Regions from separate parts of the Sus scrofa genome. Here all the other regions are linked to region 3. The links are chromatin contacts, called in public Hi-C maps. All regions are on one chromosome and are shown on one strand. The core of a region is the stretch at or near the end of the contact, and the rest is flanking DNA. Distances in the headings are between cores, read along the strand shown.

Region 1 (5,975 bases), core at 329-2,828, 250 kb before region 3:
ACCTTGAATAACAAAGAATAAATAAAACACCAGGTCTTATCTGGACTGGGGATAAACAAACGTTATCCTCCTTCACTTGTAGGAAATCCACCAAATAAATGCTTACCTAAGGTCGAGTGAAGAAAAACACACAACCTAAAAGTTGTGAGTTATGTTTTATTTCCGGCAGGGGTGCGATGGGGTGGGGGGACTTATTGAGGACTATAGCCTGGGAGACAGCCCCTCAGATAGCTTTGAGGAACTGCTCCAAAGAGATATGGGAGGAGCCAGGATACACAGTTTTTTCCCGAAAAAAAAATGAACATTTAGTCGAACACAAAAGAGCACTGCCAATCACAAAAACTAGACATCTCGGATTAATGATTAATGCTTTTCTATGAATGGGAAGAAGCAAGAGTCTGGGCTCATTGAAATTATTCCTTAGATATGCATCTTAACTATGTAGGGCAAGTATCCTGTTTTCCTCCATGTATCCTGAATTCACCTCTGAGCCCATCTTCCGGGGTGGCTTCAGTGGCCAGTGGCTTGATAGTGGGTAACATTCATTGTTTACTGAAATGGCAGGCAACATTTTTTATTCCCACTAACCTCTGGGTGTTTCAACCTGAGTGGGAAAACTTCACCAAGGAGAATATTAAGATAGCATAGCCATGCTGCTAAAAATATCACCACCCTAGTGTAGAGCAAAGAGCCCAGACTACAGTAGACTTAAGAGCCCAATCCTAACTCTGCCCCAACTTGCTGTAACCTGTGAACAATCTTTTTGCCTCTTTGGGCCTCGGTTTCTTCATATGTAAAACAGGGGCTGGATTAGCAAATTCTCCTAAGCCTAACTGTATTGATATTCTGAGTTCACAATCCATATCTCTTCCAGTCCAACGCAGGAGCACAGCAGAGACCTCTACAAAACACGTAAAAGGCGCCCCAGGCCAACGAGCAAGCCTGATTTCAACGAGTCATTTTGTTATATTAGCTTTCATGGTTTAATCAGTGTTTTGGGGTTTGTTGTTTCAGGCTTACCATGATTTGCAGGAGATTTCTGAGTTCCATGTAAATACAAGTTGTCTCTCTGTGGGCTGTCATCTTCTTTTGAGGTTGAAGAGGATCTTCCCAAAGAGTTTCAAGTCTCGGGATTCAGAAACCACCAAGCCTACAGGCAGATGTATGAATTTGCGCACACTGCGCGGCACACTGGAATCTAAGTTACAGAGGACTAGGGTGCAGGGAATGCTGGGATTTGCAGTCCCTGGGCTTTTTGTTGCGTGCTGGGATATGTGGTCCCTCGGACAACCCCCTAGAATGCTGGGAAGTGTAGTCTCCGCCACATCGCACAGGGCAGCCTGCCGTCATCTCAGAGCCCTACTGTCCCCAGCCGCAGGAGCAAGCCCCTGGAGCCTCTGCCGATCTGAAGCCAACCCTCCTCTGAGGCAAACTCTAGGCAACCACACCGAATGAAAAAATCTGTCCTACGGGACTTCCCGGGATGGGCCCTTCCCATTGACGCTCTTCGTCCCCCTGCGAAGCCGCTGAGTGTTTCTATTGGTTGATCAAGATGCCAATCGCCAAGACGGGCTTTCCATTGGCTTCCGGGCGGGCGCTCCGCGGCCAGGGGGAAGGAGAAGGGATCAGGAGTGGGAGCTGAGGGGAGGGAGAGGCGGGTCCGGGTCTGGTCGCAGCCGCTGCTCGCCCGAGGTGTCCAGGCCGGCTCGGTCCTCGGCTCCTGGGCACCATCTGCGAGGCTCCGCCGGGCCAGCGAGGGAGAGCCGCAGGCGGCGGCCGCCGCATCATGTCAGCCAAGGACGAGCGGGCCAAGGAGATCCTGAGGGGCTTCAAACTGTATCCACCCGGGAGCGGGGCGGGGCCGGGAGGACTTGGGAGGCGGCCGCTCGCTGAGGAGACCGGCCGGGGGCGGGGGCCGCACCAGGTGGGCACCCGGGAGGGGGCGGTGGGAAGGGAGGGAAGGAAAGGCGTCCCGGGTCCCCGGCGGGACGGGGCGCAGAAGGCGCGGAGAGGGACGTCCGGAGGGAGGGAGGGAGGGGACGTTGACGGGAGCCCCGGGGTTAGAGGCGAGGAGCCCCGGAATTGAGCTTAGAGAGGCGCAGGGCGTCGGAAACGGGTGTCGGGAAGGCGCGCTTGGGTCCGAGAAGAGAGGCCGGGAAGGAGCTGCGGCCCGCAGGCAAGGGCCGAGGGGGCGCGGTGGGCTGGCCTCGAAGCCCAGCTGCCTCTTTGGCGGGAAGCCCACCCGGGCAGCAGGGAAAAGTGACTTGGAGCGAGTGACCTTGTGTGGGACAAATGCAGAAGCGGGTATCGAACTGTCTCGGGTTCTCCCATCCCATCCCACCCCACCCCACCCCCCGCGGCTTGTTTCCACAACTTCTCTTCCTCACTTGTGGCTCCTTCCAGGGCTGGAGAGGCAGGTGCGGCGGGAGAAGTCTGAGATGGACCTCATCTTAACTCTGTCTCGGCCCTTGGAGGCATTGGGCGGTCGCTGCTTCTCCCTTAGCTCCTCAGTTTTATTTTCCAGCGAAATAAGGGCCCTAAATTTGTGTGTGTGAGATGCGGTGCGATGCCTCGAGGTATTGTGGTTTTGCACTGGGACTCCTGGCAAAGGCTTCTGCTCCGTCCAGTTTGTGTGGTTAACGCGTAGAGCTGGTGGAGCTGTCCAGCAATTATTTGATTACGTTGGGGACACCGTAGGATTTAGTAGGATATAGAAATCATTGCCTCAGGCCTGTTACGGTGCAGCGGGTGCAACCTTCTCACTGTCGTGAGGCTTGGTGTTTTAATGGAGTGTTAATCTGTGACCATATGATGCAGATGAAAAAAAAATGCAATCTTGTCCATTCCAATTTTACATTTTCCTACTGACCTTAATCTCTTCCTATACCTACCATATGGAACATGCTTAAATTCTTCTCTCAGTGAAGATGTAGTTACCATTTAGGGCACCTCCCCTGGAGGTTTAGTCAATCCCTGTTCTCTGAGCTGACTCTGTGTTTTCACAATGCCCATGTCACCCCTGCAAGTTTTAATTGCTTTGTCATAATCAGAAACCAAGTATAAATTTTAAAACACAACAGCAAAAAAGTTACAGGAAGTTTCGGATGTATAAATGAAATTTTTCAAATAGAAGCTGATTTGCCATAGGCGTTATCACCTTTGCATACTGCCGTTCATGATAAACTTCCAGCAGTTTTATACAGTGAAGTTTAGTAACAGCCTCTTATAGGTCCATATACCTTTCCGTGTTCCTCTTCACAGTAGCGCCTATAAGTAGATAGGGGTGGCTGAAGTGTTAGAAAAGCTATGACATGGACTTTATTTTTCCCTTAAGTAATGTATTTTGTTATGTAACATTTATGCTATAGACAGTAAACTAGAGACTATGGAGAATTGAGAGATTTCAGAAGCAATATTTTTGTCTGATTGGAGTTAACATTTTACTCAAAGTAAAAAAGAGTCTTTTTAATGGCTTTTGAACAAAGCAAAGCAAAAGAGAAAGTTTGAGCTTCTCACTTTCAGTCTTTGCTCCGAAACCTTGTTCAGAAAGAAAGAGGCTAAGAGAGGAGTTCTCTGGTGGCCTAGCAGGTTAAGGATCTGTTATTTTCACTGCTGTGGTTCAGGTCAGAACTTGGTGCGGGTTTGATCACTGGCCCTGGAACTTCCACAGGCCATGGGCTTGGGCAGAGAGAGAGAGAGAGAAAGAAAGATAAAGGAAGGAAGAAAGAAAAGAAAATATAAGAAAAGAAAAGGGCTAAGGGACAAATATGGAAAAACATAGAAAGCAGAACCTGTATCATCCGCTAGAAAGGAAGATGAATTAACCAATTAAGTAATGACTTCAGTGTTTTCTGGGAAATTTTTTGACATGGGCTGATTAAATCGCAAGGGAAGCAGCCAATGAAAAATGTTAGCATGGGAGCAATGGATGCTCATCCTCCCTTTGCCTTCACTGGTATCTGAATTAAGAGTGAAATGGAAAGGAGTTCTAGAATTTGTTACTACCTTCAGGAAAAAATAAAATTAGTGTTTTAGTAGGAAACTACCTGACTGTTGTCCATCTTTTCTTGGATAAATTGTCTTTCTGAACTTTCTTTCAAAGTATCTTTTTTTCTGTAGGAAGAGTTTTTACTATAAAAAATCTCCAAATCTCCATTATATTCTTCTACCAACAATGTTGACAGTGCTTGTTTTCCACATTGACTATGTTGTTCTTTTTTATTTTTACTGATTTGATCAATAGATGATAGCTTGTTTTAATTTGTATTTCCCTGATACCTAGATCCCTCAAGAGGTAATATAGGCTAGTGATTAAGGGCTGTACTGGTCTATAGAGCTATTCTGTCTGAATTGAATTCCAGCCCTGCACACTTGGTGTGTATCCCTTATGTTGCCATAATTTCCTCATCTGTAAAAAGGGATTAAAATAGTACCTTATCTCCTAGGGTTGTTGTGAGGATTAAATAAGTTGGTGTCTAAAGTATTTAGCAAAGCACCTGATACCTAGTGAGCATTATGTATTGTCTGCCATTGCTGTTGTTATTAAAGAAGTCGCAAAATCTTCTCTTTGGCCATTTCTTTTTCTTCTGTGAATTGCTGGTTGATTTTGTTTTTGCCCATTTTACTATTGAGTTGTTTATTTTTCTTACTGTTTTGTAGGTGTCCTTTATTATAATACCTATCCTTTGCCTGTATTGTATATTGCAAATATTTTCTCTCAACGTATTGCTTGCCTGTTTTTTCTTGAACACTTGTCTGTTTTTTTTGTTGAAATTAGCACTTCAAATTTATTGATATTTTTCATGTGGCCTGCATTTGTGTTTTGTTTAAGAAGACACAATACCTTATCTTGAGGTTAAGTAAATATCCTACGTTTTTTTCTTTTCTTCATGTTTAGCTCTTTAACCCACTTGGAATATATTGACACGTATGATGTGTAGTAGAAATCTAACTTCCTTTGCTGTTTGGATAGCTGGTTGCCCCAGAATTCCTTACTTAGTAGTCCTTTCCCCACTGTTTTGAAGTGCCGTCTTTGCCATATACTAGGTCACCATAACACATGGGTTTATTTTTGTAATATTTCTGTTTCATTGATCCATTTATCTCTTCCCATTACTTTCCTGAACACATTGGTTTTATTATTATAGTTTTATAGTATGATGTAGTATAGTTTACAATAGGATTGATTTATCATGAACAGAGTTATGAGTTTGAAGTCATATTGTAAGTTCCTTATAAATATTCATGTCCCCTTTATGCAAATAGAACCTTGCTCATAGGCCCATAATAGATACTCAATAAGTATGAATAACATACTTCGTAAGTCAGAGCTAGTCTGACTTATGTGTCTGAGAGAATTCAATATAAACTTTTGTATTTGCCATAAGGTTTTTCAAAAATAAAATGTTGGGAGTTCCCACAGTGGCGCAAAGGGTTCGCAGCATGTTAGGAGCTGGGATGCAGGTTTTATCACTACCCCTGAACAGTGGGTTAAGGATCCTGTGTTGCCACAGCTGCAGCTTATGTCACGAGTACAGCTCAGATCTGATCCTTGGCCAGGGAGTTCCGTGTGCCACAGGGTGGCCAAAAAAGAAAAAAAAATTTAAGATTTCTTTTTCACATCACCTCCACCTCACCCCCTTTCAGCTCCTACACATTGTGTCTTGCATTTCTTTCTTGTTTGTTAAAAGTATAACATTTCCTAATTATAAACTAAAGTTGTGGATGAAGTATTACCTGGGACACAAATGCGATCCTCCTGCAAGTTTTCGAATTTGAGTATTTTAAGTAGCTGATATGGAGATTTTGTTTGTGAATCCTACATTCCGCATTTCATTCATTCAACTAAGGTCTGTTGGGAGACCTCTGAACAGGGCACTGTGCACTTAAAGGACATAAAAATGAGTGAGTTGTAGACCCTTCTTCTCAGAAGTCTAACCACCTTTATATCTGTTTAGAAGGCGTATTTTCAAAAG
Region 2 (5,626 bases), core at 1,288-3,787, 180 kb before region 3:
TGTCTGGCCGGGCGGACAAGCCCAGGAACACTTCACTCACGCACTCATCACAGACTTGTTTCCAACCAAGAGTTGCTCCGCCTCTCACAAATCCTTCTTGGAAAACGGGAGGTATGTGCCATAAATAAATAAGCCAACGAGGGGAGGGCCCTGACACTGCGGGCGGACTCCCGTGGGCGGACGAGCCCGGGAAGGGAACCGGAGGGAGCCAACAGGCCAAACTGGGGAGGCCGCTCCACCAGCCAGAGGCCCCGCGGGAGAGCAGCAGAGCGCGGAGACCCAACCCTCGGTGGTCGAGACCTGGCAAGCGCGGGTTTTCCGAAGGAACCCGAATCCCACCAATCCTCCCATACCCAACAGCTGGCCCAGGCGACGCTCTCCTGGGCCGGAGGCCTTCCCGAGCTCAGAGGTGCGCTGCCGGGAGCACGGGAGCGCCCCATTTCCGGCCCGGCCTCTCTCCTGCGCGTCCCCGGGTCAGCTGTGTCCAAGGGACCGCGCCTCGGGTTCCAAAGGGGAGCGCCGCCGTGGGCGCCCCAAAGCCCCGTGTAACTGGAACTTTTCCCACCCGGCGCGGCGACACTCCGTCGCCAACACAAACAGGCATCGAGCGGCCCGGGCTCGGGGCACCGCTCCGCCGCCACGCAGAAGCAGCCCCACCACGGCACCTGCGGGCCCGGTTCTCCCCGAACGACCCACGAAGGACCCCGGCGCCGCCCGCTCCCGCCCCCTGGCGGCCGAAGCCCCGGGGAGCTGTGGGGGCGGGGAGGTCGCGGCGCGCAGGCGCGCACCCCCGCCCGGCGCGCTTTGCGCGGGCCTCGGCACGCACCGCGCGCGCGGAGCACGTGGCCCCGGGCCGCCGAGTGCGCCCCTGACCCTGGAGACCTGGAGCCCGCGGACCGCACTGGCTCCGCCGATCGCGTGCGAGTTACTCGCCAGTCTTCCCGGGCCTCTGGACGCACCCCCAAGCAGGCCTAGATGCGCGGGCCTACGTTCCTGCATTTGGCGGGCAAAGTCCCGCGGGAGGCCGCCCCGAAGTCCGCGGGGCTCTTGTGAGTCCCGTAGCCCGTGGCTGGCGGAGACGCGCTCTACGGGGCTATTTACTGCTCCTAGCGGGAAATCACCTAGAAGGAAAGCGAACGCCCGCGCTGGGGAGGACCGACCCTCCCCTTCAAACTAGTTCCCAGGCTGGGCCCAGAGGGTGCTAAAGGGAGCCCCCTGCCGAGATCCGGACCCCAAGCTCCGCTCCTCCGGAGGAGTCGCCCCTGGGGAAAGACCAGAGGTGACGCCAGGGGCACAGGGGTTAAGGAGACGCCAAGGTGACTTGCGTCGGCACCCGCAGGGGCACGAGAGGAGTGCGCACAAGGGCCGAAGGGTAAAAAAGCGGTCCCGCCTCAAAGTGCCGTGCTCCCGCCGAGGGCGGAGACACTCCCCAGGGGAGACAGCGGGACCGACGCGGCGCGCAGGAGCGGAGCTGCGCCAAACGCGCAGGACCTCACAACCGAGGGCAATGATTCCGCAGCACCGGGGCCCAATAACTCCTGGACCCCGCAAAGAGCCAGCCGCGGCCGCAGCTTTTGTTCACCGGCTTAGCCCCCGAAGCCGCCGCACATACGGTGCCCCCCGGCAGCCGCGGGGGGCGCCCATCATCGCCCCGGCGTGCCGCTCCTTCACTTTCCGTTTCCTCCCCTCCGGCGCGTGGGCTCGCCGCCTCCTCAGCCCAGCCCCGCACCGCTGGTGAATTATTGAAACTGGGCGGCTGCTCCCGGCACACTCCCCTACCAAGACGCCCACCCCCGCCTCCCTAAGGGCACCCAGGGCGGAGAAGACCTTCACACCTCCGCGGAGACAACCGACGTCGCGGCCCGCCGGCCCACACCGCCTTATCACAGATTAGACCAGATAAACCTCCTCGGACCCACTACTAGGCGCGAAACAGGGCGGCCCGGAGCCGAACAAAGAGCAGCGCCGCCGGCGGGCTCTCGCCGCGGAGCCGCCACTTCCCGCAGCCGGCCCGCGCCGGCACACGCGCCCCCCCCCACTTCCGATTCCAAACGCGCTCGAGTTTCAAAGTTATTTCCGTGCGCCCCGCGGGCCGACGACCCTCAGCCGGGCCCCTAACCTCTCGCCGCCACTCAGACGAGTCACAAACAAGTTTCGGGAGCCCTGCAACAGCCTCCCCTAGAGCCTCTCAGCCGCCGCGCCCGCCCCCCCGGGTCCCTGAGGACCCCGGGCCCACTCCCCGACGGGCATCACGCTTGCCCGCGGCGCTTCCCACCCCCTCCCCCGCACACACAAAGAGTGGGCTGCCAAAGGGCCTAGGACGGGGGCGCGCGGGTTACCCGCAGAAAAGAGCAACAGCGGGGTCGGGGCACCCAGCTGCCGCGCGCCAAACACTATTCCGGCGGTGGCGACGCGCGGACCCCGAAGGGGCGGGCGGCGTCTAAACTCACCTTGGTGGTGATCTCGGAGCTGGTGTCCACGGCCGCGTCTGACATGATGGGGCACGCCGGTGATCCGATGCAGCGGATAAAAAAGGAAGCGGGAGTCCAAGGACTCTGGCGACAAAGCTGCCGGAGTCCGCGGCGGCAGAAGAGGCGCGCGGCGGAGGCGGCTGCGGCGAGCGGAGAGCCGGGCACGGGAACAATGCAAAGATGGCTTTTCAGACCAGCCAGTGGGGAACTCACGCGGCGCCAGAACCTTTAATATAGATTAGTGGGCGGCGCTCGGCCTCCCTTGCCCAAATACTATTGGCTGAGAGCAGGGAGCGGGCGCTCGCTCATTGGCTCGATTCCGAACAATGGGCAAGCGTGCTTAAAGCGGCAGTGCCTTGGTGCGTCCCGCGCTGCGCAGTCGCCCGCCGCACTGTCATTCAGGGTCTGAGTTTGCCGGGTCTCAGCCGCACCATTGCGGTGGGGGAGGGGCGCGAGCTCGCGCTCCGGGTGCGCGCTCCCGTGGCTGTTTTGCTGGGGCTGCTGACGCAGAAAGCTGAAGCGCGGCAAAGCTGCCCGCCCAGCCCCCCGTCCTCACCCCTCCCCGCGGCTGATCGGAACGAGGGGGAGGGAAGAGGAGGCGGCGGCCGGCGCATACGACGGCTGCCAGCGAGGGGGAGGGGAAGACCGGGTGCTGGGCTGTGCTCTCCCCGGGCGGTGCCCTGCAGGGTGCCTGTGGAGATGCCCGCCGCCCGCCCCGTGCCTTGGCACATTTCACCAAGAATTGTCCCTGCGCGGGTCCGCGAACCCCACGACGAGAGATGAGGGCGTGAGGCTGGGACCCGCGCACCTGGGCCACCCCGCCCTCTACCACGTCTACTCCCTCTGCCCTGGGCGCCCTGAGTCTTTGGGGAGGGAGGAACCCCGTTGCCCACCACCAACCCCGGCATCCATCACCTAAGCCAGCCGACGAGCGGGCTCTGTGCCAAGCACGCACACTCGGGGATTCGTGCTTCGAGGGGATTCGAGGGCCAGTTTGGGCTCTGCCCTCGAGCAGCACAGCCCGCGGGCCTCGCATCACACCTCGGGCCCCGCACTTTAGGATTCTGGTTTGCGCCAGCTCCGGGCGGTCATTGCCGTCGCGACAGCCTCTAGGATCCTTCCAGGGCCCGGCCTTCGAGTCTGTCCCTCTCCCACCCTACTTAAGGCTCTGCGGAGGGCATGTGAACTGCAGGCACGTGAACTTATTCATTGCTGGGGCGGGGGGCGCTATTGAGGGTAACAAATCTTCGCTTAGTCCCGCTGCTCTAGTCCTTGGGGGCTCCTTGAAGTTTGGGGCGCCATTTAGGGAACCACGCGGAGCCCCGAGATGGGAACCATCAAGACGCCACACTCAAAATGGCGTTGGGCTCGGCAAGCGTGGCGTGACGTGGCGACCTAACCCACGCAGACGACCCGCAAACCGTAGGCTACGGTCTCCTTATCACCAGTGCACTTGGCTCTCGAACTGAGAGACCAGCTGTATGGGAGAAAAGATTAGAATAAGTGAAAAGACGTTCCAGAAAAATACCTGTGCCACACACAAGATGGCGACAGATAGGGTTCACCTCTGTGTTGCCAGAAGGGGGCGCCCGACACGGAAGGCGGGACTCCCGCGAAACGAGACCGCACTGGCTGAGAGTGGCGGGCGAACACAAAGTTGACGCTTTGCGTCCTGCCATTGGCAGGTTCTGCTGTCTGTCTCTAGGGGCCGCGGATTTGGGAATGGCGAAAACCCGGAGTCTGGGATCATGGTGAAGGGACGGATGCCAAGTCCAGCAGTGCTTGAAGTCTGGGGCCAGAGGAGAGGCTGAGTGGCTCGCCCTTCTAGGTTTTCTTAGGTCAGGGGCCAACTGGCCCCACTCCCGCCGAGAGACCCTCTTAATTGAACTCACCACGCACTCGCCCGGCTACTTCTCCGGGCCCCGGGCTCCACTGCCCAGCTGGGAACGGGCGCGCGGTGCCGGGGCGCCACCCGAGTCTGGGCCCCCTCCCACTCGCCCCGTCCCTCGCGCGTCACTCCCGCATCCCGGTTCACATCTGCCAGTCCGGCCCCTCGCCTGTGGGGACTTTCCCGAGCGAGCTGCCCTTCGGAGAGAAAGAAGCCTGGGCTCCTTGTCCTTTGGTCGGGAGGAACGTGGGGCAGGTGCTGGGCAGGGCAGGGGCACCGGGCCACCTCTCGCTGCCCGGCGGTCGCCATCCCGCTCCGGGTATGCAGCGGCGGAGGGGGTGCCCGCTGGGTCCCCACGGCGGGCCGGAGGTGGATTCTCCTCAGGGTAGGCGCGCGCGCCCATCCAAGGGACTCGCTGTGCTGTCCCTGAGGACCACGCGTCGCAACCCTTTGTTCGATCCCCTCCCGCCCGCCGCCAGTTGCCTTAATAGCGACGCGGACTTGCGGCCAGGAGGAAGGGTCTCCTTAACCACCGCTGCCCCCACCCCTCCTCTGCGCCTCGTTCTCCGAGGGAGGGTAGAAGAGCGCCTTCTACCTGCGGCGCATCCATTAAGCTCTGGTTACCCTGGAGGAGATTGTTTATCCACAAAACCCGGATGCAGTGAGAGCTTGTTCTCTGCCACAATTAAGTGGCCTTGGGCAGTCGTCTCTGTGTCCGCAGCTGGAAACTACGTGACTGTTGTGGATTCTGGCCGTTAAGGGGGTGGGGTGGGAGGTAAACCTCCAGGGAGGAACTGGATGAATGTGAATTTCCCTCGAAGAACTGCTATGCCTGACCCTGTTGCTGTGCAGCTGGCTTTGTTGGAAGCGGGAGAGAAAGGTTCATGCCCAGCATTCCTGGCTCTGGAATCTGCATTTACCTTCACCAAGCAGCCACTGCGTGCCTGCTGTGTACATGGCAGTGAGCCTTTGGCTCACACTTCAAGCATTTGCACTTATTCTCTGCACCTTGCAAAGGAGATAGGACAATTGTAGGGTTGAATCATGAAATAGATGTTTTTGTACCTCAAAACCAGTTGAGGGGAGTTCCCATCATGGCTCAGCCTTTAACGAATCTGACTAGCATCCATGAGGACGCAGATTTGATCCCTAGCCTTTTTTGATGGGTTAAGGATCTGGCATTGCCGTGAGCTATGGTGTAGGTCACAGACGGTGGCTTGGATCCTGTGTTGCTGAGGCTGTGGTGTAGGCCAGCAGCCACAGCTCC
Region 3 (6,251 bases), core at 1,490-3,989:
AGGTATTGTTATCCCCATTTATGAAGAAACTGGGATGACAGAGCAGGGTCTCAATTTAAAACCTAGTTCCAGGCGTTCCCCTTGTGGCTCAACAGAAACAAACCTAACTCGCATCCATGAGGACGCAGGTTCGATCCCTGGCTTGGCTCAGTGAGGTAAGGATCTGGTGTTGCTGTAAGCTGAAGTGTAGGTCACAGATGCGGCTTGCATCTGGTGTTGCTGTGGCTGTGGTATAGGCCAGCAGCTACAGCTCCTATTCTACCCCTGGCCTGGGAACCTCCATATGCCACAGGTGCAGCCCTAAAAAGACAAAATAAGTAAGTAAATAAAAATCCTAGTTCTTAGCTATGTGACCCTGAACAAGTTCATTTACCTCTCTATGCCCCAATTTCTGTAAAACAGTGGTACTTTTTTTCTAAGAGTAAATTAATTTGCATATGTATATAAGATACACAGATACATGCCCATAAAACTAGAATAGTGCTTGGAACTTCGTAAGCATTATATAAGTAATAGCTGTTACTATTTTTCTATCCCAGACTGACTCCAGCGCAAGGCACTGGAACACTAAGCCATAATGGCTTTCTCCACTGTTCCTTTTACCTAAATAGTTCCTTCCTTCCACAAATAATTTTCACCACTATGTCAGGCAATGTTTAAGGCGCCAGGAATACAGCAGAGAACAAAGTCTGTGTTCTCCTGGCTGGAGAAGGAGCAAACAGACAATAAACAGCCAAGAAAAATGCCAGGTAGTGGTAGGTATCTCCAGAGGATTCAGTGATATAATAGGGAGCTTCTGGGTGGCACTTTTTCTTTTTTTTTTTGGCATGAGGAAATTCCCAGGCCAGGGACTGAACCCTGGCCTCGGCAGTGACCCTCACCAGAGCAGGGGCAACACCAGATCCTTAAATGCTAGGTGGGGGGCACTTCTCACTGTAGAGTTGGGAAAGGCCTCTTCAGAGGTGGTATAAACTGAGATCTGAATGCCAAGCCAGCCATGCCACTATTTCTGTAACTCATCCCTGTCACTTGACCATGCCCACTGCTTATCTCTCCAGCCTCTTTCCAAGCGTGTGCTAAGCTTGCCCTGTGCCACATGGCTTGTAAACACTACAGTCATGGGGTTCCAGTTGTGTCTCAGTGGTACTGAACCCAACTAGTATCCATGAGAACTCGGGTTCGATCCCTGGCTCTGCTCAGTGGGTTCAAGGATCCAGCATTGCTGTGAGCTGTGGTGTAGGGCACTGATGCGGCTCTGACCCTGAGTTGCTCCAATTTGATCCCTAGACCTCGAACTTCCACATGCAAAGGTTGTGGCCCTAAAAAGACAACAAAAGAAAAACAACCACTGGGCTCTTACTGCATTTCGCCATGCTTTGGCTTATGCAGTTCTTTCTGTGCCCCCATCCGAGTTCAAAATCAGAAAACCTTTCTCACAGATCACGAGAAAGAAGGGTGCAGACCATAGAACTGGCCCCAGCCTCTTTGCTGATCAGAGAGCCCCAGTGGGTATCTGTGGGCTTCCTTTTCATTTAGTCTCAGGAGAGTTCTAGTAAGAATTGCAAAATAACTTGATTGCTCACAAGAATCCCCACAGGCCCTTGTTAAAATACAAAATCCTGGGCCCAATCCCAGACCTCTTTAATTAGAAACTCCAGAGGTGGTTCTGAACACTAGCTCAGTTGGGGAAATATCATCATAGCTGAAAGTATCCCAGTTTTGTTAACAGTTAGGTACCAGACGCCCAGGACGGAATCATCCTACCTGCACGGGCTCTAAACCAACGAGAGTGCTCTGGTTTTAAGTTTGACACTAAGTTTTGCCACAATGACCCATCTGAATAAATGGCAAAAGCACAACGCAAAGGCAATCTTCCGTGCCTTCGCCAGGGTACCTTCCTTTGACTGTTTTGTCAGACTCCTGGACCATCTGCTGACACTATCGTAGCAGCCACCATTTTTTAATAGGTGCTTTAGTCCAAATAACAAAGAAGAAACTTTTGAGTGGCTAAAGGCCCTGCTCTGCGGTTGGCTTGACCAACAACTTCTCCCCACCCTATCCCGGTGACCACTGAGGTGCTCCCTGTAGAGAAAACTATCTAGTGCAAGGTTTCTTGAAATTGAATACTGTTTTCTCGCTGCTTACAGCAAACTCCAGCGGCAGCTTCAGGCACGTGGTCTGGCTGGGAGTCCCTTTGGAGGCAGTCTCAAGCACACAGGGGCTTTCTAGCTCCTGGTTCGTTAGCGTGCGGGACGAAGGTGGGCCCTTAACGTGGGTGGACCCTAAATTTCCGGGGGGCTCATCAGCGGATAAAAGGAGCAAATTCTTATCGAAGAGTGCGGACCGGGGCCGCGCATGAGGCCTCCCAGGAAGCGCAAGACCTCTCTAGTAGAGAGGGTCCCAGACAAGTTCGGAAACCCGAGGCCATCCATATTCAACGCCCCGAGTTCGGGGAACAAGCGGCGCCAAAAATGTCCGTCCCACGGCGCAAGCGCCGAGAGCGCGGGCAGTGGATGGGCACTCCGGGAACCGCGCGCCCACGGTCCAATCAGCGCTGCCCTTGCACAAAGCGGGTCCCGCCCCCAGGGCGCCGCCACGAATCCCCTCCCCCTTCTCTGGCCTCCTTGGCCCGCCCACTCCCGCCCGCGCCCCGCCCCGCGCCGTTCTCGGGTAGAGGATCGCGATTGGCTTGTGGGAGGAGCGCGAACTCTGGTTGGTCGAAGCGGAGTCACGAGGTGCCGTCGTCGCCTTTCCAGAGGCGATTACTGGGCAGGCTCAGTCTTTCGTCTCAGTCTCGAGCTCTAGCTGGCAGCTAAGCGTACGCGCTCTGGGATCTTCAGTTCTAGTGGCCGCCATCGAGGTTGCTTGGGTTCCTCTGGGCTCACCTGCGCCACTCGCCAGCTACACACTCCGCCGCCATCATGGTAAAGCTCGCAAAGGTAAGAGGTTTTGTCGGTGCGAGCACGGACATTGAGGCCTGTTTTCCGAGGAGAGCGCGCGCGCGCGGCGCCGCCAGGAGGGCCTGCGCGCCGTCCCGGGCGCGTTCGAGGGCGCCATGCTGCGGGAAGTCTCGCGCGATTAGCTGGGAGGTCTCGCGGCTCTTGGCTGCTTGATGGCGAGGTGAAGAGCTTCAGCAGGTGTCGCGAATGGTGGATATGGCGGGGTGGGACTTAGGGGTTGAGAACGGGGAGGGGGCTCTGGGCCTCGGAGTGAACGGATGAGGGCAAACTCCTGCGACGGGCCGGAGCAGCGCCCCGCCTCCGGACGCACGTGTCCCCATGCGCGGCCCGCCACGTGGGCCTCGCCGCTTGGGTCCCGGTGCCTGCGGAGGGGACTGGACCCTCGGGCGGGGAGCGGCGGCCCATGGGGTCTTGGCTCAGACCGGGCGGGCGGACTCTAGGTGGTCTCCAGGAAGGAGGCCCTGCCGCGTGCTTTTTGCGCCAACCTGTGCGCCCATGGTGGCCTGCAAGTTACTCCACGTGGTCCTGCGGGGGCTGAAAGGGGCGGGGTTGATACCTCGGGGAAAGACTTAGTGGAAGATTAAAGGTTAAGATGTGAATTGTTTAAATTTTTTTTTTTTTTTTACTTTTTTGCCGCATCGGTAGCATACAGAACTTTCCTGGGCCAGGGATTGAACCCGCACCACAGCAGTGACTTGAGCCACAGCAGTGACAATGCCAGATCCTTGACCCGCTGAGCCACCCGGAAACTCTGTGCAAATTCTTTTTTAAAGGCTGCCTTAATTTAAATCCAGATGAGGGGGGTGGAATTAAGTGCCACACTTTAACCCCAAGGATTTTTTTTTTTTTAAGGTATTTTCTCCTGGCTGAAGGGCTATTCATACTTGCGGTTACAGAGGTCTGATTGTAGGCTATATGAAAAATTTTTTGGCCGTTATTCAAGGATCTGGGGGTATAGTTATAAAACGGGTGCGCTTAGGGAAGGCAGCAGGGAGAGGGAGAGTGTTTCCTTGACTTTTTACCTAAGGTTGGTATTTGTAGAACCTGACAGGAAATATGCGGGGAGTTTAGAATTTGTCTACTAATATTAACATTGATATCAAGAATAGTTTTTGTGTTAATTGTATTTAAGTATGAAAAGGGGGTTTTAAGCAAGATGACTGCCATTTTACTATGAAGAATGGTCAGAAATGTGGAAGGTGTAACGCACTTATGTTTGTGTCTGTTTTAGGCCGGTAAAAATCAAGGCGACCCCAAGAAAATGGCTCCTCCCCCAAAGGAGGTAGAAGAAGACAGTGAAGATGAAGAAATGTCAGACGATGAGGAGGATGATAGCAGCGGAGAAGAGGTACTCAGTGCCGAGTTGTCTTAAACTATAAAATGGAGGATGGGAGGAGTTGGTGTTGAATATCTGAAAATACTGGCAAGTCTCGGGTTATATTCATAACGTGTACTGTTGTAAAGGTTGAGTGTTTCCCAAACTTTTTATTGACCTGTCAGGATACCATAAGGCAAAGTATTGGAAAGAACTTGAGAGAGAAAAGGCCTGGAGTTTTCATGTGCCTCCTGTAGGATTTGGTGTGATTATATTGGATTAAGTCATTGCAGGTTTCCAGTTTCAACATGTTAGCCATATATACCAGATGGAGAAACAGCCCAGACAGTTAACTGTCCCTCAAATGCCAGCTCTGAGCATTATATACAGGTCTGAGGTTAGCGTTACCAGATTTCTCTCTTAGCCCCCCGCCAAGTAGGATTAATTGGTCTCTGTTATCCTATATGGGCTTGGTAGTACTAATCACCGTTAAATTAGCGTGTGGATTTAGGGTCACCACCTTGTATTTGGTTAACATTGACTGTTTATCACTCCTAGCTACTGTAAAGGCAACTAAACTAATTGCTATATTGCTCATATTTCTAATTTAGAACTTAGTAAAGATTTTATCTAGACACACATAACCTGATAAAACCTATATAGTCCACAAAAAGTGGTTTGGAGTGTGACTTACATATAGATAAATGATGATTTTTTTTTACCAAGCTAATATGCTTTCTTTGGTTTGTATTAAATTTTTGAGGCATGACTGCAGCTTGATTATTTGGTGTTCGTTTTCTCTTTTGGTCCTAAGAATATGGGTTGAGTGAACTTTTATCTCCATCCACAATGAGAGCCCCAAATGATTTAATAACGCCTAACAGGTAGTCCATTGTCTGTGTGAGGTATTTGGTTACATGTGTCAGCTTGAAATCCTTAAAGGAGTGTGTAAAGTTGAGTTATTTTCAAATACAAAGACTCTTGAGGCATAAAATGAAGATGTAAAACCTTTGCTAAAACCACTCTGGCATGTGGCATCCAGACAGTCTGTTTTCAGAGTCCCTGTCAGGGACTGCTCTAAGCTGAGGACTGTGACTTCAGCTGTACAGAGGATGTGTTCTGTGCCCTTACAGTTTAATGTGCTGTCATCTAATGCATGTCTTGAACTAGAGGCAGGGTTACAATCAAGCATTCAGTTATGGACCAAGGCTCTCTGAGTTTGGAAACAGGCTTATGCTTGTTTTTATTTATTATCAAGGTTATTATTCCTCAGAAGAAAGGCAAAAAGGCTACCCCAACTCCCGCAAAGAAGGTGATGGTTTCCCCCACAAAAAAGGTTGCGGCTGCCACACCGGCCAAGAAAGCAGTTGTCACTCCTGGCAAAAAGGCAGCGGCTACACCAGCCAAGAAGACAGTTACACCTGCCAAAGCAGTAGCCACACCTGGCAAGAAGGGAGCCACACCAGCCAAAGCATTGGTGGCAACCTCTGGTAAGAAGGGAGCAGCCGCTCCAGCTAAGGGGGCAAAGAATGGCAAGAATGCCAAGAAAGAAGACAGTGATGAGGAAGACGAAGACGACAGCGAAGAGGATGAGGAGGACGAAGAGGAGGACGAGGACGACTTTGAGCCAGCAGTGGTGAAAGGAGCTGCTGCTGCTGCTGCTCCGGCCTCCGATGATGAGGAGGAGGAGGAGGATGAAGATGAGGATGAGGACGAGGACGAGGATGACGAGGAGGAGGAAGATGGTAAGGCATTGTGTAGTAGTTGTTGGGTTCTTGTTTGCAAGATATATTAGGGTTGAGGTTCAGGCAGTGATGCTCGACTCCCGACAACGTGGGCCTTTGACGGGACGCATGGCAAGGTTTCTTTTGGCTGGTTGGGGTGCACTGGCGGGGTACCCATGCGTGGTTGCCTGCTCCTGAGTAAAACACTTCAGCTTACCTTGTATTTTCCATGATGAAGGAGTTTATCTCCAA
Region 4 (6,177 bases), core at 2,222-4,721, 250 kb after region 3:
ATACTCTCTGACATAAACACAGCAACATCTTCTCAGATCCACCTCAGCGTAATAACAGTAAAAACAAAAATAAACAAATGGGACCTAATCAAACTTCAAAGTTTCTGCACAGCAAAGGAAATCCTAAACAAAACAAAAAGACAAACCATAGAATGGGAGAAAATCTTTGCAAGTGAATCGACTGACAAGGGGTTAATCTCCAAAATTTATAAACACCTCCTACAGCTCCATACCAAAAAAACAAACAACCCTATCAAAAAATGGGCAGAAGATCTACACAGTTTTCCAAAGAAGACATACAGATGGCCGAGAAACACATGAAAAGATGTTCAGCATCACTCATTATTAGAGAGATGCAAACCAAAACCTCTATGAGGTATCACCTTACACCAGCCAGAATGGCCATCATCCAAAAGTCTACAAACAATAAATGCTGGAGAGGGTGTGGAGAAAAAGGAACACTAGTACACTGTTGGTGGGATTGTAAATTGGTGCAACCACTGTGGAAAGCAGTATGGAGATTCCTCAGAAAACTAAACATAGGACCACCATTTGATCCAGCAATCCCACTCCTGGGCATCTATCCAGGGAAAACCACCACTCACAAAGACACATGTACTCCAATGTTTATTGCAGCACTATTTACAATAGCCAAAACATGGAAATAACCTAAATATCCATCGACAGAGGAGTGGATCAAGAAGGTGTGGTACATATACATAATGGAATATTACTCAGCCATTAAAAAGAACGAAATACCAGCATTTTTAGCAACATGGATGGACCTAGAAACTATCATGCTAAGTGAAGTCAGCCATACAATGAGACACCAACATCAAATGCTTTCACTGACATGTGGAATCTGAAAAAAGGACAGACGGAACTTCTTTGCAGAACAGATGCTGACTCACAGACATTGAAAAACTTATGGTCTCCGGAGGAGACAGTTTGGGGGGTGGGGGGATGTGCTTGGGCTGTGGGATGGAAATCCTGTGAAATCAGATTGTGATGATCATTATACAACTACAGATGTGATAAATTCATTTGAGTAATTAAAATAAATAAAAAATAAATAAAAAATAAATTTAAAAAAGCCAAGGAAAGGGGACAGTGGCCCGATGAGGCCCAGGCAGGACACCCACCCCGCCTGCCACCTCTCAGCCCGCCAGAGACACAAGGAGCGAGGAGAACTGCTACAGTCTGAGGACCGCCCACCTCTCCAGCCTTTCTCTGGACCAGCCACCAGCCACTGTCCCTGTCCTGGCTCCCTTCTACCACTTCCCCATGTTAGGCACCCCCAGAAGTGAACTGCCCCCAACCCCCCCTTACAAAAGGCTCTTTGATGATTCTAAGCCCCCTGGTGTCCTCTCCTTCCCCTTGCAGGCAGACTGAACTCATCATACTTAGTCAGGGCTCGACCTCCTTCAGGAAGCCCTCCAGGAGCCCACCCCTTCCCTCCCCACCAAGGCGAGTCTCTCTTCTCTGAGGAACCTCCTTACACTACATTTACTTCTGCTGTTATACCTATTACCCTGTTTATAAAGGCAGGGTGCTACACTTAAATTTTCCATCTCCAGAACCTAGCAGGGGGCCTGGAAGGTTGACAGGCACCCAAGACGTTTGACAAATAAATGAAGCCCAAGCAGAAGGAAAAGCAATTTTGAAGGCCCTGGAGAAAACGCGGTTGTTCTGAGAACTCAAACTCCTTCCCACCTCAGGGCCTTTGCACATACTGTTCTCACTGCCTGTAACACTTTTCCCCTCTCTTTCTTCACCTGGCTAACTCCTGTGCTTAACAAGCATCACTCCCTCAGAGAAGTTCCTGGTGACCATCACTTGAATAAGATTCTGTTATGATCATCTGTCAGTGAATGTGAGATGTCATTTTACTGCTCCGACAATCTTAGAAATTACAGGACTTTCCGTAGACCTTTATATCATAACAGGTCATTTACTGAGGGCTTATTGTATGACAGGCAACGTGCAAAATGCTTCACTTTTTTTTTTTTTTTTTTTTTGTCTTTTTAGGGACGCACCTGTGGCATATGGAGGTTCCCAGGCTAGGGGTCCAATCAGAGCTGTAGCCGCCGGCCTACGCCACAGCCACGGCAACTCGGGATCCAAGCCGCATCTGCGACCTTCACCACAGCTCACAGCAATGCCAGATCCTTAACCCACTGAGCGAGGCCAGGCATCGAACCCATGTCCTCATGGATGCTAGTTGGATTTAACTGCTGAGCCACGATGGGAACTCCCAAAATGCTTCACATTTAATTTTCACAATAAACCTGACTGATGTATATCATTTATATTCTCCTTTGACAGATTAGGCAACTGAGGTTCAGAGGGGGTTGAGATGCTCCCAATAACTCAACTAGGAAGCAAGTGACAGTGGAAATTTAAATCCAGATTGATATCAACCTCTACACAGTATTACTCCAAAGTCTGGACCATATGAATCAGAATCACCTGGGATGCTGTGCAAATGAAAATTCCTAGCAAGTGGAGTTCCTGTTGTGGCTCAGTGGGTTAAGGATCAGGCTTTGCCAGTGAGATCTGGTGTAAGTAAGTCAAAGACTCCATCTGGCAGTTGCTGTGGCTGTGGTGCAGGCCAGCAGCTGCAGCTCTGATTCAATCCCTAGCCTGGGAACCTCCATATGCAGCGGGTATGGCCAAAACAAAACAAAACAAAATACCAGAAGGAAAGGAAAATTCCTAGCATCACTCTGCTCCTACTAAACACAGTGCCCAGAAATTGTTTTAAACAATCTCTCCTGATGACTTTTAACGCACATTCAAGTTTGAGAAGCATGGCTCTACTTTATGCAAAAACTAGAGAAAACTTCTTCAGACACTCCTGACGGAGGGATTTCGGGCCTACGAGCTGGATGAAAAAGGGAACTGTGGGATTTGTCTGAAAGACGAATTTGCATAGCAAGCATCCCGGTTTAGCTTAGACGGATGAAGTCTGGACTTCATCGGGGTGCCTGGGGAGAAGGGTTAGCTGATAGATAACGAAAGGGATGGATCTAAAGGCCCCAGGCCACATTCTCGAGCTGTCACTACCCAGCTGGACGACCCGGACCCCTTCAAAGATCAGGGAATACTTGTGGGAAGCAGCCGGGACTGTCCTCGGGATGTCCCGGCGGCCGCCTCAGGCCCACGCCAGAGTTAAGAGCCCAGGGCAGCAGGCGAGAAGTGAGGGCACCCGGCAGCGGCTGCTGAGTTGGCGCATGGGGAGAAGGCTCATTAGAGCCTCGGCCCTCGGATCCATCACCGCTCCTCCCGCCCGGGGACGTCGGGCTCGAGAGCGGCCCGGCAGCGTCCGGGGACGCGCTTACCTGCTTCGCCGCCGCGGGAACACGCGCCGAGTCAGCTCGGCCACCACCTCTCCAATCGTCACCCCGGCAACCGCCGCCGCCAGCCTGGCATCACGTGGATCCGGGCAGCCAATCACAGGACTCGACCTGCGCGGAGCATCCTGGGACAAAAGGCGTCCCGCAGGTTCCAGGCCTCAGCAAGAAAGTGTGGGCTTTCGCTTCCGGTTGTGGGTGTAAGTTGCTGGACCGCGTCACCCGTTCTCCTCGCCACAACTTCCTATTGGTTCGTTTCCACAAATATTGCGCGTGGTGTTGTGCCTGGCTCTGGGGATGTGCCTTGCTCGACCGCTGTCAACCTGTAACTTCTAGGAGCTCGGGTAAAAAACAAAACTGGCAAGAGATTATAGTGAAGTGTCTGCTTTAAAAGATAAGGCGGGAGTTCCGTTGTGGCTCAGCGGGTTAGGAACCCTACATAGTGTGCGTGAGGATAAGGATTTGGTCCTTGGCCTCGCTCAGTGTGTTAAGGATCCAGCTTTGTCCCAAGCTGTAGCTTAGGTTGCAGATGCCTCTGGGATCTGGTGTTGCTGTGGTGTAGGCCTATAGCTGCAGCTCCAGGTTGGACCACCTAGCCCAGGAACTTTCATATGCCAGCAGCTGTGGCTGTAAAAAGCAAAAAAGAGAGAGCGAGTGATTAAGAGAGATTTCCTCCCAGAAAAGCTGAGTTTTTTTTGGTGGAGTTTTGTTTTTGTTTTTGCTTTTTAGGGGCACACCACAGCTTTTTGAGATTCCCAGGCTAGGGGTCCAATTGGAGCTACAGGTGCTGGCTTACGCCACAGCCACAGCAATGCCAGACCCGAGGCACATCTTCCACCTACACCACAGCTCATAGCAACGCCTGATCCTTAACCCACTGAGCAAGGTCAGGGATAGAACCCGCAACATTATGGTTCCCAGTCGGATTTGTTTCTGCTGCACCACCACGGGAACTCCCGGAAAAGCTGAGTTTGATCACTGCCCAAAACTCAGGATGTGTGGGGGCTTCAGTGCCATCTATCTTCTTGGCTCAGAGTCCATGTAGAGATTGAAGAACTTTGAAGAACTGTGTCTTTGTATCTCTCAAGGGCTGCTTGAGTTCTTGGAAAAAGAACACAGGGGTTGGGAATGTGCAGCCCACAAGAGAGGTGTCAGTGAGCAGGAAGGCAGGGGAGGCCTGCAAATGAGGGAGATGAGAGTATCCACCTTGGCCTTGGGTCCTGTCCTATCTTGTCTTGACCCAGGGACCTGAGTCACATCACAGCCATCGATAGTTCTTTTTTTTTTTTGTCTTTTGTTGTTGTTGCTATTTCTTGGGCCGCTCCCGCGGCATATGGAGGTTCCCAGGCTAGGGGTCAAATCGGAGCTGTAGCCACCAGCCTACGCCAGAGCCACAGCAACACGGGATCAGAGCCGCGTCTGCAACCTACACCACAGCTCACGGCAACGCCGGATCGTTAACCCACTGAGCAAGGCCAGGGACCAAACCCGCAACCTCATGGTTCCTAGTCAGATTCATTAACCACTGCGCCACGACGGGAACTCCATCGATAGTTCTGTGTCTTGCACGAGGTTGGTAAAAGACCCAGGCCTTAAAATGGACTTCCCAAAGGGCAGGCCTGGACTCAAGATCTTTTTTTTTTTTTTTTCTTTTTAGGGCCGCATCCAGGGCTTATGGAAGTTCCTGGGCTAGGGGTCAAATCAGAGCTGCAGTTGCAGGCCAGTGCTGGTAAGTGCAGCCTACACCAAAGCTTGAGGCAGTGCCTGATCCTGAGTGAGGCCAGGGATCAAACTGCATCCTAATGGACACTAGTCAGGTTTTTAACTTGCTGAGACACAACCGGAGCTTCCCAAGATCATTTCAAAGCAAGTCAGGTCCTGCAAGAAGTCAGCTGGGGCCTCATCAGTAGTGATATTCCTAGGTACACACGTGCTTTTTAGTGAGCAATATCACTGATTTCTAAGCACGTTTAAAAACACACACTCTGGAGTTCCCGTCGTGGCGCAGTGGTTAACGAATCTGACTAGGAACCATGAGGTTGCGGGTTTGGTCCCTGCCCTTGCTCAGTGGGTTAACGACCTGGCGTTGCTGTGAGCTGTGGTGTAGGTCGCAGACGCGGCTTGGATCCCGTGTTGCTGTGGCTCTGGCGTGGGCCGGCGGCTACAGCTCCGATTGGACCCCTAGCTTGGGAACCTCCATATGCCGAGGGATCAGCCCAAGAAATGGCAAAAAGACAAAAAAAAAAAAAAAAAAAAAAAAAAAAACACCCACACTCTAAGCTCTGATGTGAGCACAAAGGGTGGTAAGTTGGTTTGAACCAGAAGAGTAGATGCTATTTAAGTGGTTTCCTGGCAGGTCCACGGATCTTGAAGACCCGCAAGACATGGCGCACCAGGAACATCTCTAGTTCTGCGGCTCACCCTGTTACTAAACATTTCCTGGCCTCATTGTTGTCTCAGCCTAAACACTGTCCCACTTGCCCCCCACACCAACTTTTCACTATGATTACTGCTTCCAAGGTGAGACCTATGGCCATGAGAAGGTGTATGTGAGACGAAGTGACAGCTGGGCTACTGAATAAAGTTGATTAGGGTATTCCTGCTGTGGTGCAGTGGATTAAGAATCTGACTGCGGTGGCTCGTTGTTTTTGGAGGTGCGAGTTCAATCCCCAGGCGGGGTACAGTGGGTTAAAGGATCCGATTCAGGAGTTCCCGTTGTGGCTCAGTGGTTTAAGAACTCAGCTATTATCTAAGAGGATGTGGGTTCAATCCCTGTCCTTACTCACTGGGTTAAGGATCTGGTGTTTCCGTGAGCTGTGGTGTA

Evidence for each region. Hi-C and Micro-C count contacts between places; a contact is called where the count stands out from the background.
Region 1: a contact with region 3 is called in a Hi-C map of liver, with 9 times the contacts expected there. The contact joins the promoter of PDE6D here to the promoter of NCL in region 3. A contact is called at or near these places in 3 of 47 Hi-C or Micro-C datasets (liver and skeletal muscle).
Region 2: a Hi-C map of liver shows a contact between it and region 3, with 3 times the contacts expected there. The contact joins the promoter of PTMA here to the promoter of NCL in region 3. A contact is called at or near these places in 3 of 5 promoter capture datasets (fetal liver, fetal skeletal muscle and liver), 5 of 47 Hi-C or Micro-C datasets (epiblast stem cells, heart right ventricle, liver and 1 more) and 1 of 2 datasets of contacts at active chromatin or transcription factors (alveolar macrophages).
Region 4: a contact with region 3 is called in a Hi-C map of skeletal muscle, with 10 times the contacts expected there. The contact joins the promoter of ARMC9 here to the promoter of NCL in region 3. A contact is called at or near these places in 1 of 5 promoter capture datasets (fetal liver), 3 of 47 Hi-C or Micro-C datasets (heart right ventricle, liver and skeletal muscle) and 1 of 2 datasets of contacts at active chromatin or transcription factors (alveolar macrophages).

Annotation. Positions count from the first base shown.
Region 1 is chr15:132,422,281-132,428,255 of Sscrofa11.1, reverse strand. It overlaps PDE6D (retinal rod rhodopsin-sensitive cGMP 3',5'-cyclic phosphodiesterase subunit delta), which reads left to right and starts at 1,578. Exons shown (of 5, transcript XM_003483755.4): 1 at 1,578-1,836. The coding sequence starts at 1,787. It overlaps COPS7B (a long non-coding RNA gene), which reads right to left and starts at 1,233. Exons shown (of 7, transcript XR_002339490.1): 1 at 1,021-1,233.
Region 2 is chr15:132,353,469-132,359,094 of Sscrofa11.1, reverse strand. It overlaps PTMA (prothymosin, alpha), which reads right to left and starts at 2,537. Exons shown (of 5, transcript NM_001160086.2): 1 at 2,451-2,537. The coding sequence starts at 2,495.
Region 3 is chr15:132,170,702-132,176,952 of Sscrofa11.1, reverse strand. NCL (nucleolin) reads left to right here and starts at 2,739. Exons shown (of 14, transcript XM_021074959.1): 1 at 2,739-2,939; 2 at 4,192-4,308; 3 at 5,534-6,020. The coding sequence starts at 2,922.
Region 4 is chr15:131,925,936-131,932,112 of Sscrofa11.1, reverse strand. It overlaps ARMC9 (lisH domain-containing protein ARMC9), which reads right to left and starts at 3,471. Exons shown (of 24, transcript XM_021074827.1): 1 at 3,342-3,471.